2 separate regions of the Capra hircus genome follow, and region 1 is linked to region 2. A link is a contact called in public Hi-C data. All regions are on one chromosome and are shown on one strand. The core of a region is the stretch at or near the end of the contact, and the rest is flanking DNA. Distances in the headings are between cores, read along the strand shown.

Region 1 (4,834 bases), core at 2,205-4,704, 81 kb after region 2:
GAGCTGAACATTTAAAAAGGGAAGATCTGGAGCCTCTTCTGTGGAAAGCAAACTAGAAGATGGACCTAGAAACAAAAGGCTGACAAACTCTTTCAACTGACTTTAAGAAACACCTACATTTAAATCATTAATGCTTTCCCCAGATAATACAGTATGTTCATCAGCGTCAAAGTACCATAAACATGAACTAAAAGGGGGGAAGATAAATTATGCATAGGTAAGAATCGACAGGAATTCAATTTCCAATGACCTAAATGCATTTGGAGTTCATTTGCTCTTTTTTGTTATTGTTGCTTCCAAAGGACCGCAGATTATGCACTTGCTGAATTTTGCCTTTGTCACACATGACCTAACAAGGAAGGCATTCATCCTACCATAGTAGCTTCTCTCAAGTGCCTGGTTCTAAACAGCTGCAAATTTTGGAAGATAACACTGAATGATGTCTCTAACCATTAGTATGTTCTCTCCCCAACAAATATGAGAATAAGATTAAGGGTTACTAGAGTATCAAAACCGCACAAATTAAACTGGCTGAGCATAAATTTATTAGAAAATGAAGTAAAAAATATGTATAAGAATTTTAATTCTATGTGTTAATAATTGACCCAATAAACATATCCTGAAGAATTTCTAGGACTTTTATTGTTTATATTTGCTTTTATCTGTCAGAAAGATGCTGTATCACTTAGTCCCCTAAATACAGCAACTGGATAAAATAACAAAGTAATACTGATCTCAAATAAATTTTCATTTGTAAGAAGTAAAAACTGCTTCCTACTCCCAATACTGCAAGGCCTGGGTGAAAAATAACCTGACCAAAGTAGAAACAAACTGTAAAAATGTTTATGTGTTATGGCTGGTTTAGTTATACAACTATTCAAAGCTGTTTTTTTTATAGTTTTCATTGTCTCTCAGTCATATCAGAATACATGAAGACCTTTATTCAGAATAAAAAACTCATTTTCCATTAAAAAAATTAATAAACTGCTAAATACAATGGGGTGGGGGAGATGCACTGCCAAGGGGAAGCTATTTTATTATCATTTATGTGTCTTTCAACTTACACAGTTTGACTTTCACCCCTTCCCATGAGCACTAGTACATTTAATTTATACACATCCATGTGGCCTTCCCCAGAAAGGCTCATTGGAAAAGATATATTAAAGTGTTCTTTTTGTACCTCCTTCAACTCCATTACATAATATCTTGTCATGATCATTTAATTTTAAAGAGTAGCTTGGTTAACACCCTCGAAATCAGCAATTTCATTGTTAATTTGATACTTATCAGTCTTGAGGATCCAAAAAACCAAATTATGTCTTCAGAGCCTTAACACTGTCACCACACAATTCCTAATGTTTTAAAATATGTATATTGTAATTTTCAAATAGTACACACAATGCTGTAGAATGTCCAAAGTGTGGTGAGTATTAAAATGAGATTTACAAGAACATCCTGTTTTGTGAACTTCCAGTCAAATCTAATAGTAATTAACAAGGGTAAATTTGTTTTCATTTTCTGTGTAAACAAAGACACACAGCACAACTTCCACCAGCATGTTGATGCAAAATCTAGAGATGCAATACCTTTTCAATCACCTTTAAAGAGCAAATAAGAGAAGAAGTATTAACAACAGAAAAGCCCTAATAAGTCAAGGTCAATGGGGAGGGACTGAGGACGCCCATCCTAGCTTCCAGCTGAAGACACTAAATTGCAATTATGCTTCAATTTTAGCCATCTACCTCTCAAACTAGATTCTATTTAAGTGGTTTTACAGAGAGGAAGAAATGATGAGCAAAAGTACTGATATGCTGCAATACTTGAAGCTAGAAACAGCAGGTCTAGCCTGATCTCTTTGGAAAGCTTCGGAAGAAAAGCGGTTTACAGACAAGGCATTTTTAAAAATTCTGTAGTTTCATATTTGCAAGCACTACAGACAAAATTTTAGTTACTTGTCCAGGCAAGCAGTTCCTGGTATATGTTATTTTACTGTTACACCCAGTCTTAGTAGGAAAACAAGAAAAAGCCTTTTTGGTGAGCTATAACCGCAGGAAACCCTCAATTATCCATGGGTAGGGACAACCCGGATAAATTAAATCCCCAGGTAATTATTATTTAACAATAATATTGCATTAATTCAGGCCTCCTCCTTTCCTTTTTACAAAAGAAAAAGTTGACTTAAAAGCCGCTCTCTTCCAAGTCACTCTCTTAACAACAATAAAGCAAATGGGCAGATAAATTATTTCAAAACTGTATAGCAAGAAACAGTAAGGAAATCATCAGCGCTCAAATTGGTTCTTTTTCAGCAATTCCAATCACAAGCCATCCAACTACAGTTAAGCTCTCTGAAAAGCATTTAGATCAAACAGCCACCATCCACCCCCACCAAAAAAAAAAAAAAAAAATCCTCCTGATTGAGATTTTCCTAAATCAAATGGGTCTTATATTGAACTGTATAACAATGCTTGTTCGAAATGAAGTTAAAGAACTTGACAACTACTACATTAAAATTGTAAAATGCTGATATCGAACAACTTTCGATTCAAATTCTCTGGGACCCCAGGCGCTGACAGAAGCTTGAACTTCCTTTCTTTCCCCTCCCGGTCCTCCCGGCACTTCTGCGCGCCAGGGTTCCGAACCCCCAGGGCCTGCAGTGACATCACAGCTCATCTCCTCGTAACCCCTGACGTCACAGACACGCGGACCCACAACACTGTGACTTCATCGCGGACTGGGGCGGAACCGCAGTCGACCTGCACCAGCCCAGAGGCCAGAGAAGCCTCCGAGCCTCCGTCCTGCCCGGTTCCCAAAGAAGGTTAAGGACAGGCGCCAGCTCACCTGCGCTGGGACAGGGAAGGACGGAGCGGCCGAGCCCTGGCGGGAGCCACCGGGCAAAACAACCCCCACCCAGGGCCTGACTTCCTCACCGGCCGCCAGTACCGGGGGTGGGAGAGACGATCCTGAAACTCCTCAGGGCCTATCCCGGATCTCCTCGGCTTCAACCCAGACCCGCGACCCCGTTCCCGCCCGCCGGCCCGCCTGACCCTCCGAGCCCCGCGGGGGCGCTCAGCGCCCGGCCCGCGTGCAGGCGGAGGCCGTCCCAGGACAAGGTGCAGGCCACCGAGTCCCTGCCCCAGACCGAGCCTCGGACCGGCGGGCGGCACCCCCGCCCCCACCCGCCCGGCGCCCCAAGAGCGCAGGCGGGCGGCGGGAGGGGGCGGGGAGCGGCCACCGTGGCCGCCGCCGGACCCCGACCGCGCTGCTCTCGCGCCACGCCCCACCCCAGCCCGGACCCACCTGCGCTCCTGCCCCGGCCGGGGCCTGGCCAGGGGCTGCACACCCCTATACAGCGGCGGCGGCTGGAGGCCTGGCTCGCTCCCCACCGCTGAGACAGACCGAGCGCCCAGCGCGGCGCGGCGGAGCCCAACGCTCGCCCCGAAACCCATTTGTTTGGCTAAAACGGCGTGACGTCACGCGCCGGCCCAATCGACGGTTGGCCAGGGGAGGGGCCGCGGAGTCAGGGTCACAACGCCCCCTGCCGGGGTTCTGCGGCACTTCGGGCGCTGGGGATTCAGAGGGGGAGTACTTAAACGGAGAAAACCTCGTGAGGCTTCTCCGGGCCCCCAAGCGGTGAAGAGGGAAAGCTCAAGCACTACCTGTAGAGAAAGGACTCAACCCCTCAAGCCAGCCAGAATGGTAGTAAGCCAGGATTCAACAGTCAGTAGCAATGGCAAGTCTATTAATACTCGTGGGTGGATGTGGGTGGAACTATATGCTGCTGCTGCTGCTAAGTCGCTCCAGTCGTCTCCGACACGGTGCGACCCCATAGACGGCAGCCCACCAGGCTCCCCCGTCCTTGGGATTCTCCAGGCAAGAACACTGGAGTGGGTTGCCATTTCCTTCTCCAATGCATGAAAGTGAAAGGTGAAAGTGAAGTCGCTCAGTGCTCAGTCGTGTCCGACTCTTAGCGACCCCATGGACTGCAGCCCACCAGGCTCCTCCATCCATGGATTTTCCAGGCAAGAGTACTGGAGTGGGGTGCCATTGCCTTCTCCGAGGTGGAACTATATAAATGGTGTTAAATTACTGGTAGATGACCTAGTAGACTTGGGTTCAGATTTTGCTTCTGCTACTACCTGGGGAAGCTGGGCTTCAGAGTTCTTATTCGTAAAACGAAGGGATTGGGAATGTCCATTATGTTCTTTTCTATACAAATAAAGGCAGGAATGCGTGCGTGCATTCTAAGTAGCTTCAGTCGTGTCTGACTCTTGTGACCCCATGGACTATAGCCTGCCAGGCTCCTCTCTCCATGGGAGTCCCAAGAAAGAACACTGGAGTGGGTTGTCATGCCCTGCTCAATGGCAGTAATACCTACCAGCAATTTGATAAACTTTGAGGTTGACAGTCTCAAAATGTAATCTTTAGAAGAGTAAAGGATTGTAAATGATGACTACAAAAGAGGTTTTCGGTACTTTATTTAATACTTTCAAATGAGAGTGCCAGTGAAGGCTATTTTATACTCAGCCTTTAAACTGTTAATTGTATTCACTGTAAAAATAATTTTGACCACATCATAAAACATGAGGACAATAAAAGAAAAAAACGCCTTCACCCTAACACAGGTACTCAGCATTCAGCTTATTTTCCTGTAGACATTTTCTCATGCATATTTAATTTATAATGTGCTCATAGTGTACACACAATTTTGGATCCTTGTTGGTTTGGGGTGCTTTTTTGTTTTTGCTTTTATAACTATTTTTTCCTAGTTCTACATAAGCTTCATAAACACTTCAGAAGCTGTGTAAAAGTATATTAAGTGAACATAGAAAATTTA
Region 2 (4,430 bases), core at 1,273-3,772:
ATTTTGAATCTGGTTTTGAATCTTCTATCAACCTCTTCATACTACTTAATAGACATCTAAAAATACCAGTTAGTAAAGCAGTTTTATTCTCTGATGGGGGTGGTAGAGAAGGTGGATGTAAAGGAGGACAATAATTAAAATAGCACAAGTGATTCTGCCCGAGTTAATTAGGAGACGTGATCTGCTCATCACTCAGCAAGCACCAGTCCTCTTACAGGACTTGCACATTTCCCACCACTGTGCCTGGCATGTATCCTTCTCTACTGGTGGGAGATGGACGTGCAGGACTTCATTTCAGCTGTATGCCATTTTCTCCGTAAATGCTGACTTCTGAACCTAATCCCTGCTGGGTTTTGTCATTCCAAAGAGAAAAGCAAAACACTTAAGTAGAGGTTTCTAATTTTAAACTTTTATAGCCTCCAAAGAATCTTAATCCAAAAAGAATTTGAGACAACGGGTCCCAAAACTAGTTTGTTCTGAGGTCTGTTCTCTACTAAGTGAAGAGGAGATGAGGGGCGTTTGAGAGGGGAAGGTTTCACTTTGCACTCAGTCAGAGGAGCACCATGTCTCACCAGGGTGGTTGTAGCAGAGGAGATGGCATCTCTCTGCTCCCACTCCCTTCCCAACTGCCAATTTCAGTGGCCCTGCTCCTTTAAAATTATGTATGTATGTGTCACTCAGTTGTGTGCGACTTTTTGTGACCCCAGGGACTAGAGCCTGCCAGGCTTTTCTGTCCATGGAATTCTCCAGGCAAGACGAGTGGGTTGCCATTCCCTTCTCTAGGGGATCTTCCCACCCCAGGGATCAAACCCAGGCCTCCTACATTGCAGGCAGATTCTTTACCATCTGAGATACTGAATAATACCAGGTCAAGCAAACCACCTAGAATAGGTGTTACTGCCTAACTGGGTTTTGCCTAAACGAGTCAGATGTACATACACCGGAAGTCCCCCAAGGGTACCACAGTGATGTTTGCTCTTCCCATGAGGTTATGCAGACACCAACTATGGCCACACACTTAGGTGCATGTCATAGAAGGGACTGCACATTTCCCATGAAGGTCCTTTTGCCAGTCACGGAGACTGCAGAACTAGCTTGTCTGAACCCAAAGCAACACCCGGGATAGAAACTGTCAGATTCCCTGAGTGCCAGTTGCTGTGCATGGCAGAGAATGCCTTTATGTAAACACAACATGGTACCTGACAGTAAGGGCTAGGTAATACCAGCTCTGGTTACTGGTGCAGTCTATGGTACAGCAGGGTTTTGGCACAGACGGGCTTTAGTCTTTTTGAGGTAGGCTGTGGGAGGTAGGAGAGGAAGAATAGCCAGTCTGCTGAGTAAAGAAGGAACAGAGGCTAGTAAAGCAGTGGGGGGGGGCGGGGGGGTGGGGAGAAAAATGTCCAGGAAGACCCACATAATAAAAAATCAGGCCAGTTCATAAAGGTTGGCAGGGAGGCCCTGACAAGTCCAAGTTAGAAGGGTGGTTGGACAGAATCCAGGAAGGGAACTCCAAGATCAAGCTTACCTAGCAACTCACAGCCTTCTGCAGTCGGGAAGCTCAGAGGAACCTGCTGCCAGGGAAAACATGACAAAGCCCAGATGATGCCAAACACAGCTGACAGTCACCCAGCAAGACTGCCAGCGCGGCTACGGAAGCAACCCTCACCAAGAAAGTTCCCCGGGACCAGCCGTGGCCAGAGGAAAAGTTCCTCCCAGGTCCCTTCATCCCTCTTCATGTTTCTCCTACTAGGAGTTCCAGTGGAGCAGTCAGAGCTGGCCAGCACCCCTCACATCCACATGACGACTCAAAAGGTGTAAAAGTTTTTATGGCACGTGCGTGCACTGGGTGTGAGGTGCTGAGCGAGGGCACGGCCAAGCTGCCCTCCACAAGCCCTGAGTGGAGTCCAGACACACGAGAGGCAGTAGAGAGGCACTACCAGGCAAACCAGCTGGGCAGGACAGGGTGGGGGCTGCCAAGGAGATGCCTCCTATGCAGAGTTGTCAGTGTGCTAGGGCAGGGAACGTGCTCGATTGTGAATGAGCCTTCTACGTGGCCATATTAATGTGAGTCATTTTGACAAGGCCTGAAAAACATGTTTAACCTTGGCCCTTTTGCCCTTTCCTTTCTGGATTTTCTTTCAACCGGTGAAGTGAGGGGTGGGAGAGAGCTGCTAGGCCAAGTATTTCAGACCCTCTGAGCAAAAGCTGAAGGAGTAAGTTTTCTTCCTTTGGGTCCCCACAGGGGCGGAGTTGGGGTGAGCCTAGGGTCCTCATGGCCACAGTATTTCCTTTCTTATGAGTCTAGGATTCTACAGTCAGGCAGGGAGCACTGCGGTGCTGCAGAAGCGAGAAGTGAACTGGTTTCCCCAGCCTGGCACTAGGGGGCTCAAGCACAGCATCTTTCTCCTCAGGGGAAAAGCTACACTCATCTCATCCAGAAACGAAGACCAGGGAGGAGGCGCCCTCTGACGCCACCTCCTGAAGTTCCCTTACCATTCACACAGACACCCCTGGGAACTGGGTCTTGCGTCGGGTTCAAAAGGGGTCATCAGTGATTTCTGAGGACCCAAAGAATTGCATGCCAAGATGGGGTTGGGCCTTCTCGTCTCCTGCTCTTTGTCAGTCCAGGCCCTCACACTCGCAGCTTTGTGTCCCACATGAAAACCAGATCCAGGATGGCTGACCTGGGAGAAGCACCCTGGGCTCATGCAGAACCACGTGCCAATAACAGTGAAAGCTGACAGACACTAGGCGCTTTCCGCACACCAAGCTGTGTGAAGTCCTGTGAGTGCACCCTTTACTCCTGAATCGAGTAAAACAAACCTCACATCAGGGAGGCCCGCTGAGACGGCCGCTTTAGAGCACACCACAGGGAAGGACTAGTGCCGGAACTTCAGCCTTGGGGATGGGAAGCACTCGCCCTTACGTGGGCCGGGGTGAGTCACGAGAAGGACACCAACCGCCTGAGGGGGAAGTCGGCCTGCACGGTCCTGTCACAGAAGGGCTCCAGCCGAGCGTGTCGGTGGTATCACGATGTGCCTGCTTGCTCAGCGTCCAGAGACACTTCCTAGTTTTAGTTTCCCCTTTTCAGGGAGGAGCAGCTACTGCCCAAGGGCAAGGGCAGAAAGCAGCCGCTCTGTGGCCACACCACCTCCACCACAGGCGAACCTGGCTCCCTTGACTCCAGCCTTGCCCCACTCTGCTTGGCAGTCCTGGCCAAAGCTTTCCTCCACCTTCACATCCTTCTGTGGGACCAGTGCAGTCTTCATCATTGCCATCAGCCCCGCCCCTGGAACACTCACCAGTGCTTCCTGACAGCCGGGAGCTGATGCAGCTGCAAGGCTTTGTTGGTGATTAGCAGAGACATTACTTTGCCAGCCAAGGTCTGTCTAGTCAAGGCTATGGTCTTTCCAGTGGTCATGTATGGATGTGAGAGTTGGACTGTGAAGAAAGCTGAGTGCCGAAGAATTGATGCTTTTGAACTGTGGTGTTGGAGAAGACTCCTGAGAGTCCCTTGGACTGCAAGGAAATCCAACCAGTCCATTCTAAAGGAGATCAGCCCTGGGTGTTCTTTGGAAGGAATGATGCTAAAGCTGAAACTCAAGTACTTTGGCCACCTCATGCAAAGAGTTGACTCATCGGAAAAGACCCTGATGCTGGGAGGGATTGGGGGCAGGAGGAGAAGGGGACGACCGAGGATGAGATGGCTGGATGGCATCACCGACTCGAAGGACATGAGTCTGAGTGAACTCCGGGAGATGGTGATGAACAGGGAGGCCTGGCATGCTGCAATTCATGGGGTCGCAAAGGGTCAGACACGATCGAGCGACTGAACTCAACTCAACTCAACTCAATTCAAGCCAACCTAGCTTGCCGGTCCTCCACAGCAGCTTTCTGGGGCCAGATACTTTTCAGCCCCACCAAGCATTACATGAACACAGGTCTGAATAAATCCTCACTGACTTCTAAACAATTAACTCATCATGCATAGATAATAATACCTCATCCAATAGGAAATAAAGACAGTCCTGGGCAGATGAATGCAAAGTAAGTGTTAATGGTTTGTAAAAATGTCAGCTCATACTGTTAAATGAAGATGGCCTCTTTCCAGTGGTATTCTCTCTCCCCCTCCCAACAACTCAATTTTTCAAAAAAATCTTGGGACTCAGTTTACAATATCTCTTAATATTACCTCAAAAACGGAAACAAATCTGCAAAACTCAGGTTCCACTTAAGATGCATGTTTTTATTGAAAAAAAAATTTGTAACCAGACAGAATAGACAAAAATGTTATAATCTGACTATATAATATTCTCTCATTCTTGGTGAATCACTAAAATATAACAAAAGATTGCTCTCTATGCTAATTTTTAAGGTTGTCCAGTTAAACCATTATTTGGTATCCTTTCAACAGGTTAACCTCTTAACTA

The links. A called contact is a pair of places that touch in the nucleus more often than the background predicts.
Region 1: a contact with region 2 is called in a Hi-C map of blood, with 3 times the contacts expected there. The contact joins the promoter of FBXO34 here to the enhancer-like site in region 2. A contact is called at or near these places in 3 of 5 Hi-C or Micro-C datasets (all in blood).

The regions. Positions count from the first base shown.
Region 1 is chr10:35,468,107-35,472,940 of ARS1.2, forward strand. FBXO34 (F-box only protein 34) reads right to left here and starts at 3,455. Exons shown (of 2, transcript XM_018054110.1): 1 at 3,298-3,455. The coding sequence starts at 3,446.
Region 2 is chr10:35,388,534-35,392,963 of ARS1.2, forward strand. FBXO34 (F-box only protein 34) reads right to left here. Exons shown (of 2, transcript XM_018054110.1): 2 at 4,221-4,430. Among named protein-coding and RNA genes, the nearest start is that of ATG14, 42 kb to the left of the region's middle. Within about 2 kb of position 2,523, at least 4 of the 5 cell types and tissues checked have an H3K27ac peak or open chromatin away from gene starts, as enhancers often do.